Regions from separate parts of the Mus musculus genome. Here region 2 is linked to region 1. A link is a contact called in public Hi-C data. All regions are on one chromosome and are shown on one strand. The core of a region is the stretch at or near the end of the contact, and the rest is flanking DNA. Distances in the headings are between cores, read along the strand shown. Region 1 overlaps Eefsec (eukaryotic elongation factor, selenocysteine-tRNA-specific). Region 2 overlaps Eefsec (eukaryotic elongation factor, selenocysteine-tRNA-specific).

Region 1 (5,382 bases), core at 783-3,282:
CAGTGAGGGAGCCCAGCAGAGACTGGAACTGAGGCAGCTGAAGCATGAGAAAGGTTCTGTAGGAGGCAGGCAATGTGGTACCTAGGCATTATAGACCATCTGAGCACATGTGGGGATCTAGAGATTTCTTCAGGAGAGGCTGAACTGGGAGAGATGGTTAAGATTTGTTCTAAAAGGATTTTGGACAGCACAGAGGTGAATAAGCAGAGAGGGGCTTGCAACAGTGACTGGGAAGTTCACATAGACTAAACCATGGCCCAATCAACAGGACCTGCACTGAAGAGGCCCTGGAACCTTTAAGGAGCATATGTTAGCCCTCACTGTGCACAGGGGCTTGGGGTAGGATTGCCAGAAAGTCCAGGGTTCCATGTTGCACATGAAGTGCCTCCTTGTCAGTGAGGACCTGGACCTGGGGATGTCTTAGTGCCAACACATGCTTCAAGGAGCTGCAGTTACCTCATGGGGTGGCAACCTCTCAGGATCAAGTAGTAGGAAGCTGGCCTTAGGTGGTTGACAGCTCAATGGCTGACAGAAAATGTCTCCCTAGGCTGCCCTCCATAGGCAAAGCCTCCATCTGAGTCTCAAGACCAAGTCATTTCCTGTCTGGATTAGAGTGATTTTGGTTTTCTTTTTTAGAAAGCTTATACATACTATGCCATTTTTCCTCCGCACACACCCCTATCTCCAAAGTACCTCAATCTCCAAAGCTGGGCTGCATTGCGTCTTCAGTTAACTTGGTGCGGGAATATCTCTGCAAAGGGTCCTTTTTTGTTTTTGAAGAATTCATTGTTGTTGCTAAGAAGCTTAATATAAATTAAAGAAGGAATTAGGCAACATTAAGACATCAAAATGGGCATGCAGGGCCCGTTGCCTCTGTTTCCTCCCAATCAAAGAGGTATGCGAGCCATCAAGTGTGCTCCAGAGCCTCAGAGGGACTTGGTTCTGTGGTTACACAGCCTGCCTGCCACCCCCTCCCCTAATTCCTTTTGTTACTGGGACAGCAGAATACAGTTCTGCTTCTTTCTTTAAAAAAAAATTAATCACCTTATCTCTTTAAAGCAAATTGCATCTTTGTTTACATACATGACCGTTGCAGAGAAGGAAAGAGGGAAAGCAGGGAGCTGGTACCACAGCTGGCAGGGATAGGCTTGTGAGTCTGTGAGCACAGGGCCTCACCTAAACACACAGCAGGTAGACGCAGTCACTCCCACACAAGTTCAGAGGGAGCCCAGGAGGAAGTGGATTTCTCTCCCCAGATCTGTCCTTCTGCCTGTCCCCAGCCAGGTGAGGAGCTGATGACAGTCTGTTGTGGCAGACAGGAGAACCACATTCAGATTCAGCTTCATCACACAGCTCAATGGAGAACATACACCTTGGCTCACCTCATCTGGACCCCTGCAAATCCTGTGTAACAGAAGCCTCCTGTCTATCAGATGTTACTGTCAGACCAGCCCAAGCCTTATAGCCAGCACCCTGACTCCACCCAATTAGCTTCTACCTTTGCCAGCAGCAGCAGCAGGCCCCTGTGCAGAAGCACGTCACTTCTGCTCAGAGTTCTGTTGAGCATGGCCCCGTGTCTTGTCCAGCTACAAGCCTGTTGAACTTGGACCCTGTGGCTATCCAGCTGCCAGCCCAGCAGTCCTTACCAGGATGCTGCCCCAGGAAAACCCCTAAGCCCATTCCCCCTCTGCCCTGCTTCTACAGCCCCCTGATAGCTGATGTGGCTTCAGTGAGCCCCTGAGGGGGCTTCTGACCCTAAGATGCTTACAAGGGATCCGTTCCCACTGGGGGGTGCCAGCTACCCACCAGTGTGAAGGCCCCTCTTCTAGTCTGGCCCCTGACATGAAAGCGACGCCAGCAATTGGAGGCAATTTGCTGGCCTTTGATGGCCACTGCCGGGCGGCACCGCGCTAGGCTTGAAAAACTTCACTTCCCACATTCTTCCCTGATTGCCCAGCAGAGCCAAGACCCAGCCGCCTGCAGCCCATTGTGCCTTTGTGTGGGGCTGGCGCACAGTGAGAAAGGCCAGCCAGGCCCTGGGAGAGGTCCCCATGGGAAGCCATGAGCAGTGGTGTCACACTGGGTCACTGCCACCCTCACTATGCCTGGGCTCAAAAGAGAGTAGAGCAGGCTCCAGGACCGCTGTAGGACATGGTGGCTAGGGAGAGTGGGCCTCCTGAACAGAGGACATTATGGCCTACCTCAACCCAACACCCACCCTCCCAGGGAGAGGACCAGTCCAGCATGATGTCTGAGCCAGACTGCTCTCTGGACAATTCAAGGGCAGGCATGGTTTTCCCAGGCCTCACCGATGCCCTGTTCATCTGGGTGGAATGCATCCAGGTGTGTGTGGCATGGAGGGGTTATCATGTAAATGTGTGTAATAGAGATTAGTGCAGGTGGGTATGAATGTGGTATGGATAAAGATACAAATACAGCTCGGAGCTGGTAGGGTTCTTCTGAAAGTTCTGCCTGCTGCATTTTTTTAACTAAATTTAGAATACATCTTTTGTATAGAGGACAAAGGTCAACTTTGGGTGTCTTCCTGTTATTGACCCTATATACATACATACACACACACACATATATATATATATAGAGAGAGAGAGAGAGAGACTCTCTCACTGAACCTGGAGTTCACAAAACTCAGCTAGATTGTCTGGCCAGAAAGCCCCAGGAATCTCCTTTCTTCACCTCCTAGATGCTAAGATTATAGGTGCACACCACTTTCCCTGGCTTCTGGGGATCTGAACTCAGATCCTCCAGCTTGCAAGCTTATTACCGAATAAGCCATCTCTAGCCCCTTGCCCCTAGCACGAGTCTGTTTTTAAATGCTCACTGATGATACTCAGTCCTACTGAGCATGAGTTTACTACAGCAAGGGGATTTGTCTCATCTTCTCTTGGTTTCAGGCCCCCTCTAACTGATGTGTGGTTCTCTGGTACTCAAACACAGATGGGGATCAGACAACCTTGGTCACCAGGTCTGCCCCCTCCCCCACTGCAGGACGTTGGGCAAGCCTGAAGCTCTTTGGTATCTCAGGTCCTCCAGCCCTGACCAGTGAGGTCTGCTCAGCTCCTCATGGAGACACCTCTGCACATGGGCCTACGTGGCACATACTTGTCTGGTCTGCATCCCTGGGAGCAGACTTCTTGGTTGACATTGACTTGCAGGAGCTATCTCACAAGTTGTTCCTAAATGCATGCTCTCTGGATTCTTGGACTGGGAATTTGCCTCCAGCCCTGTAGGACCCCATCACCACTGATAGGTGGGAGCCAGAGTCCTCAGTGCAGACCACATGACCACAGACAGAAACCTCCCTTGGTGGGAGTGGTCACAGAAAGACAACATATACTAACCATGGAGATAATAATCCACCAGAGAGATGAAATTACGGGAAAGAAGTAATGCAGAGGATGGCCAGAGAGGCTGGGTACGGTGGCCAGGTAGCGAGCAGGCCTGAGAGATAACACATGGCCAGGGACTGGAAGGTAATAAAATAGTTGCTCTTAGAACTCTAGGGATTACATCATCTGAGCTGAGAGGCTGACAAAGCCAGATACAGGACAGGGAAGCTGATGTTTGGTGGGAATCACTGTGTTTGCCTATGCACATAGGAAAAGCCAGTAGAATAGACTGGCATGGTGGGAAACTGTCCTGCCTGAGGGCCCCTGGACTAAAGATGCTGGTACCCTAAGCTGCCTCCTGACCCCCATGACCCAGTCAGCACCTTTCTCCTACAGAACTAAGCGTACACTTCATGGACTTGGCCATATCACAGGTTCCCTCTGCCTATTCAGCCTGCCAGGAATCTCTGTGGTGGTCCCTGTCATCTGGCCATGAGTCCAGCAGTCTTTTTCAGAGATCCCTGCATTAGGTATATCAAAGCTGTTACCACCACCCTCCCAGCGACACAAGATCATTTCCTTAAGATCACGCTATCTGGGGCTATCTGCTTCCAGGCTTGTTGACTGTCAGTCCTTCTGAATCTAGAGTCTCCAGGGGACCTGGCTTGGACCACATGCCTGCTCCCAGTTGTCCACTGGTCCTACAGTGCCAAGTATCTTTAAAAGGAAAGCCCCAGGGAACTGAGAGACATTTTCAGCCTGAGCTGGGCCAGGCTCCTATGGTAGGTACAGCTCCAACTCCTCAGCCTATGCCACCTGGCCAAAGGAAAAAGGACCACTAAAGAAACAGTGTGATATCTGCTACATGCCCCAGGAGCTTGGCACAGGTTTTTTTGGTAGACCCTTAGTGTTGTTCCCATATCCCTGTGATGCCACGGTGACCAAGCTGCTGAATGGCCACAGTATTGCTAATGCCAGACTTGTTCTTGCATCCCTGCCTACTCTGAGCTGATGTGTGTAACCAGAACCATCACAGATGAGATGGACTGCCGATTGGGCCACACCTGTCTCCCTAGCATGGCATAGACGCTCTGGAGCCCTGCACCTCTTCAGCAATCAGACCTCCTGGCACCAGAGAGAGACAGGCCCTTACCATTTGTCAGGGTCTGGTGCCAGCAGGAGGAAGGCCCAGCTCTGATTCAGGGACTCAGATACCTGCAGGCCTGGCACCAGCCCAGGACCTTCTTACTCCAGGACTTAGGCACCATCTGAGAGGAGGCAAAGCCACAATTGTGGGACTACAGATCAGGCCGCTGCAGGAAGACACCTTTTCCTGTGTGCACTCAGGCAGGCAACCTCACTCCAGGGCCCTGTTAGCAGCTTCAAGTCCTTGGCTTTCCCCAGGCCTCCAGGTTTTGAAATGGCCCACGGTCTCACTTTTGCTTGTCAGAGTAAGCCCAGACTCTTCATACAGTGAGACAAGCCATTCCTAACCTGAATGCAGTTATCTAGGGATGTACTATTTTTTTAAATCCAGAGATTAAGGGCCAGTGCAAGGTGCTTGGAGAGGTGGTAGATCTCTTCAAGATCATTGTCAGAGGCAGGGCAGTGGTAGCATACGCCTGTAATCACAACACTCAAGAAGCAAAGCAAGAGTGTCTCTGAGTTTGAGTCCAGCCTGGTGTACATAGTGAATTCCAGAACAGCCAGAGCTATTTAGAGATATCCTGACTCAAAAAAAAAAAAAAAAAAAAAAAAAAAAAAAACATTGTCAGAGACCCACATGCTGGTGGATTTTGCCCTTCAGAATTATAGAATGTCAGTAGATTCCCCCAAGTGCTAGTAGGTAATAGCAGACATGGCCTGAGCCTCTTCCCAGCATCTATCTCATCTGCAAACTTAAGACAATCAGTTGAATATCTCAATACAAGACTAAATGAGCATGTAGGATGCTGGACTCAGTAACTACTGCAGAGTCCGCAGCTGCCAGACACTGTCAGGATGTAGCATAACTAAAAAATGGCTAAGCTTCGAT
Region 2 (5,382 bases), core at 1,958-4,457, 170 kb before region 1:
ACTTGTCATGTGTCATTTGAAGCAGGCTTGCAGGCTGCAAAACCTCCTTGCCTGACTTCTTGGCTTTATTTCTTTCCTTGGGCTTCTTAATATCCTAAAGGTAGGGCTAGGTGACCTTATTCTGTAAGTTTGATGACACAGAAAGAGTTTCATCATCATGTTATCAAGTTCATTTAGCAGTCCCTAAGAGATCTGCATGCAAGGAAGGCAGAAGTTACCCTAGCCTCCCAGACAGGTGGGAGGCAGGTATTAGGAAGTAACAAAACCATAAAGATTGTGAGTTATGGTCAGTACCAAGGACAGTACAGGACTGTTGGCTTTGGGGTATCTCCCTTACACCTTCCTGAGGCAGTAGGATTGAAAGTAAATTCTGGAAAAGTGTGGGGCCTGTGACTGGTGAGTTGGGGATGGATACTACATGTCAGAGGAGCAGCGCCTGCAGTGGCTCTGAGGAGGGCAGGTTGGGCTGGTCTGTAATGGGGAGAGGGGGTGGTAGGCAGTCATGGCTATCTTTGGACAGATATGCACACTTGGATTCTGTTAGCCCTGGTTTTGCTGGAGGACAAGCAATGGTATATTGTGATCCATGGACACAGAGAGACATTCACACTAGCCCTCTACAGGTGGTTGGCCATACCAGGTTTTCTTTACTGGCTTTTATGTGTCCTTAGTCCTGCCGGTTTCTGTTACCAGGCCTCAGATTCATGTGGGTGTTTCCTGCCCTTTTCTTAAAATTTTAATGTTTTTATTGTAGTATTGGAGAATCGAATCTCAGGCCTCCTGTGTACTGGGAACACTCTGTACTACTTTCCTGTAGTAGAGCAATGGGCTGAGGTGGAAATAGGGTTGGCAGGCAATTCTGGCATGGCAGTAGTTAGCCAGTTCCACTGTTCTGTAGTGTGACCAGTGGTACACTGGCACACTGGCATCTCAGGCTCCAGTTACAGGGTGGGAAGATAGCAGTCCTGAGTGGACAGTAGAGATGTCAAGTAAGGCATCCATCCAGTCACGGAGCTGGCCATACTTTGCTAGTCTCCTTGAGCATACTGCCCTTGATGTTCCCACCACCCCTCCTGCAGGATGTCCTGGGTGAAAGATAACACACAGGGTCAGGAAGGGACAGATTTTGCCTTTTCAGGAGAACTGAGGTTGCTATGGTTTGGTCTCCAAGCTGTGCCCGTGAGGTGGAAGAGTGGGTGCTGACGTTCTGATGATCTGTTGTTTGGAACAGAACTGCAAACTGACTTCAGAGAAGCTTGTTCCCCTGAGCTTGCTGCTGAGCAGGAGTTACTGGCTTTAAATTAGCACAGGTGTCTTCTGCCCTTTTCTTAAGTTCTTTGTGTTATTTTTGTTGCCGTATTGGGAATTGAACCTAGGATCTGGCAAACGCCCCGCCTCTGAGCCACATCCCTAGTTCCCTTTCCTTAAAACAGGGGAATAGTAACTGACTTCAGAGCTCTCTTGAGATTCCAGCTTGGTCTCCAGGAAGTGATTGTGTCTGCTTTGGGGGAGTCACTAGAGCAACTGTAACCTGAGGGATTCTTTTCTCCTCTGGAACCTAATGGGTTTCCTTCCCTTGTGCAGACTTCTTAAGTAAATGGAAGTGCTACTTACTTATTATTGCAAGTTCATCAATCATTTCTCAAAGTTTTTTAAAGTGCATAATAAAAGTTCCCATGATAACCAGCAGCTTTTTGAAGAGTGAGTGTTTTCTAGGAACCATGAGAATCTATTGCATTAGGTCTGATTTCTCCAGTTGGAGCTTCCTTCTTCTTATCTCAAAATCTGCCTCAGAAGGCAATCTGGGGATGCACAGCAAACACTCTGGTAACAGATGTGTGTCATCCTTTTCCTGACAAGTCCCTAGGCTGGGAGACCCAGCTCTACTCAGTACGCCGCCATCCACTAGGTGTGGGTAGACACACCCTGTGCTGATTAGAGCTGTTGGTGCACAAGAGGGCAGTGTTTGCTTGCAGTCTCAGACGGGCGATCATGTGCTGGTTCACAGGTCAGCAGAGTTAGAATGACCTCAGATGTAGTCAAGACAAAATAAACTGTAAGTCAAGGTTGTGATGAGTTCTCATATATGCCTTTAAATACACAACTCCTTCAAAACTTTGCTGCTTGTTAGCCTTCTTTTTCCTAAAAAGAAAAATATTGTTTCTTTCAATGTTTATTTTTAATTTTTTTTTAAATCAATGAAAATATGGTTGCAAGTCTTGTACAACACTAGCAGAGGTTACACAGTGTCACAGAAGCAAAACACCGGCTTCCTAATTAAAAACCAGATGGGCAGATTTTTGTTTGGAGCAAGAGGTCAAATGTATTTTCTCCCCTTTTCACATCAATGTAAAGCTTATCTGCCTTAACTTTTGAAGCGTTTGAAGGTGTGTACGTCAGCAGTCCGCCCTGTTTCTTTTATTCTGCCTTCCCCCGTAAGGTGGCTCCCTGCATTCTGTAAGGTGGCTCCCTGCATTCTGTAAGGTGGCTCCCTGCATTCTGTAAGGTGGCTCCCTGCATTCTGTAAGGTGGCTCCCTGCATTCTGTAAGGTGGCTCCCCTGCATCCTGGTGTCCCGGGATTGATTGACTATGCCTTTTTTTTTTTTAAATAATGATTTTCCCGTTTTCAGTTCTTCCATGGTACTCTTCTGCTGAAACCTTTGGACCAGCAGGACACATGCTGGAATGCAGTTCTTGCCCCCACCAGATTTCAGCTGCTACAGAACTGGGAGCCCCTTCCTGTCCTCAGTCACCTCCTGATCTCAGGTGTTTTTAGGATGTTGGTGTCACTCACTGATGAAATGCTACAGATGGCAGCAGCTTGAGGAAACAAAAGGAGGAAAGGCATAGGATGGCCATAGCTTGTCTTGGCATCCCCATGGGAACCACCTGGGCTTTTGAGCTGCCCGTGCACCCCAGGTGGAGGCAGTTGTCTTGCATAGGACGACTGTATCAGGAGCATGCTCTTAAAGCTCATGCACAGAGCCGAGGCTTGACCAGCTTGAGTGTCAGGAGTAGTGGGTGCTATAAGACAGGAGGATAGAGACAAGGATAGCATTTTTGACTGGAGACAAGCCAGGTCTTCCCATATTGCTCATTTACTTGATGCCTTGATCATCTCACAACAAAGCATAGTGAGACCCAGATGCAAAGGGCTGTCCACCACTTCAGTCCCCTGACAGCAATCAAGGAGACAGGCAGTTCCAGGCTGAGCCCTGTATAGAATCAGACGTCTTCTTCTAGTCTTATGTAATCCAAAGGGAGTATGTCTGTAAGAGTGGTGCCACATAAGTAGTTGAGGAGGGATATGACATCCCCTGTGGTCTTTAATTGATCTATGACTTCTAGTTTAAATGTGAATGTCACAGCACTGAGTGCAGTGTTAGTGGGTGGCCACTCACAGGTTTTTCTGTGACCCACATGACTTCTAGTTAGGTCTGAGTCTAAAAGAAAGGTTTTGCTGCATCAGGTTTGTAAAAGAGGCTCACCAAACATTTTTTTCTAGGAACAGAATTTTTGAAAAATGCTGGAGCCTTTCGTTTACAAAAGAAGCTCATTTGTCAGGGATGAGAAGTTGTTTTTGTGTGGCTCTGGGTGGCTTCGTCCTTTCACTTCCATAGTAGGGCTAGCAATTAGGAATGAGACCCATGTTCTAGGTGGTCACTTCCAGCTAGGCTGTGTGTTTGTTCCGTCTCTGTCAGCTCAGAGGGAGCAAAATGAGTGAGACCCCTGTAACAAGCAATATGTGGGTGCACCAGAGACACATGCTGACAGAGATAGAGTGTATCTCTGAGAGAATGGTCTGGGTGCTGTTCTGTCTGGAATGTAGATAGAGTCATTGTTCTGACGAGTTCCCTTATAGTAGAGTTCCCTCCGTAAGCATTGCTTGTGGTGAAATTTTGAGACAGTTTTCTGTTTGGGTCTTGAGGTCAGTCGACTTTCTTGTGTTTGTCCCACTCCATAAGCTTTGCATGTTGTGCCTTAAGCATTGCATTCTGTTAGGAGGGTAGGGAAGACAGGTCTGCTTCTAGATCTTCATAGGGAGCTAAGAGGTGTATAGACAGTGAATTATATCAAATTATGCACATGAAGCCCAAAGACCTTAAGTGGGAATGTTGGGCAAGCCATCCTGTGATCACATAAATGAGCCTTCCCTAATCTTGCTTTCTTTACCAGATGAGGGGACATACCCTGAGTGTATGTGAGAGTTGCAGTAGCAACTGGGATACCAGTAAATGGATGCCGACCTCTCAGGCCCTGTGCCTGGGGGTTGGAGGCCTGCAGGGTTTAGCATCAGGATATAGCTGCCTTTTAGGGTCCTTGGGATGGTCAGGCATTCTTTCCCTCAGCACTGCTGGCACCAGGAAATAACATTTAATTTATGCAAGAATGATGTTTCAGAGAAGGAAATGAAATTCTTTTTTTTTTAAATTTTATTTTAAGATTTATTTATTTATTATATATCAGTTACACTGTAGCTGTCTTCAGACACTCCAGGAGATGGAGTCAGATATTGTTACGGATGGTTGTGAGCCACCATGTGGTTGCTGGGAATTGAACTCAGGACCTTTGGAAGAGCAGTCGGTGCTCTTAACCGCTGAGCCATTACTCCAGCCCTAGGAAATGAAATTCTTATTTTTTAAGGTGAGGAAGAGGAAGGGGGAATACTTCCCTGCTTTCCCTGGTGATGGAACAGGATGGAGAACACATCTGCTTTTTCCCATCTGAGGTTGGCATCCACTCTTTTTCTCCTCTCCTTTTCCTCTCTCTCTCATCTCCTGCATCTCCCCTGCTTACCCTTTCCTCCCTCTTTTCCTGCTGCCCTATAGAGACCCTGCTTTTGTCTAAGCTAGTCCCAGGGAACTCAGTGTCATAGTTTGGAGATTCCCTGATGCTGGGGTGTTTTGTGTGGTCTTGTATCTCCTTTCCAGCATATATCGTGGCTTTCAAGGGCCATACCAGGTGCTTGCCCTGTTCTGCCTTGGCTTGTGCAAAGTGCTGCATGTTGCTTTTGGAGTGTGGTTGTACAGTTCCTTGTGGAGTAGCCAGGACAGTGCATGGTTACAGGATGATGTCAGGGTCGCTGAGCTTTGGGGGAGGCTGGATGTGGATGGGCTTTACCTCTGGGTAAAGTAGGCCTGGGCTTCTGGGCCAGGTGGAGGCTCTCTGGAAGAATTGATCAAATTCAAAGTTGCTTGCCATTTAATGAGTCCCAGGTATATGAGCTCTGCCAGCCCAACACATGCAGGCTCTGGAAAGCCCGAAGGAAAAGACATGGTCCTGTTTGGAGAAACGCCTTCTGCAGAGGGAAGCTTGCCAGGTCTTTCAGGAGGGAGGGAAACTGTATCAGTTGGGAGCTCCTGGTGGGACACACAGTTTAG

Evidence for each region. Hi-C and Micro-C count contacts between places; a contact is called where the count stands out from the background.
Region 2: a Hi-C map of the G1E-ER4 cell line shows a contact between it and region 1, with 2.2 times the contacts expected there. The contact joins two enhancer-like sites. A contact is called at or near these places in 7 of 484 Hi-C or Micro-C datasets (the G1E-ER4 cell line, the HL-1 cell line, cumulus cells and 1 more), 1 of 115 datasets of contacts at active chromatin or transcription factors (embryonic stem cells) and 1 of 9 other capture datasets (embryonic stem cells).

The regions. Positions count from the first base shown.
Region 1 is chr6:88,258,976-88,264,357 of GRCm38.p6, reverse strand. All of the region lies in intron 6 of Eefsec (eukaryotic elongation factor, selenocysteine-tRNA-specific), which reads left to right. Among named protein-coding and RNA genes, the nearest start is that of Dnajb8, 39 kb to the right of the region's middle. Within about 2 kb of position 2,032, at least 28 of the 459 cell types and tissues checked have an H3K27ac peak or open chromatin away from gene starts, as enhancers often do. A contact at or near this core is called in the G1E-ER4 cell line, where this site is marked.
Region 2 is chr6:88,427,971-88,433,352 of GRCm38.p6, reverse strand. The region is part of intron 1 of Eefsec (eukaryotic elongation factor, selenocysteine-tRNA-specific); the gene reads left to right. Among named protein-coding and RNA genes, the nearest start is that of Eefsec, 16 kb to the left of the region's middle. Within about 2 kb of position 3,207, at least 4 of the 459 cell types and tissues checked have an H3K27ac peak or open chromatin away from gene starts, as enhancers often do. A contact at or near this core is called in the G1E-ER4 cell line, where this site is marked.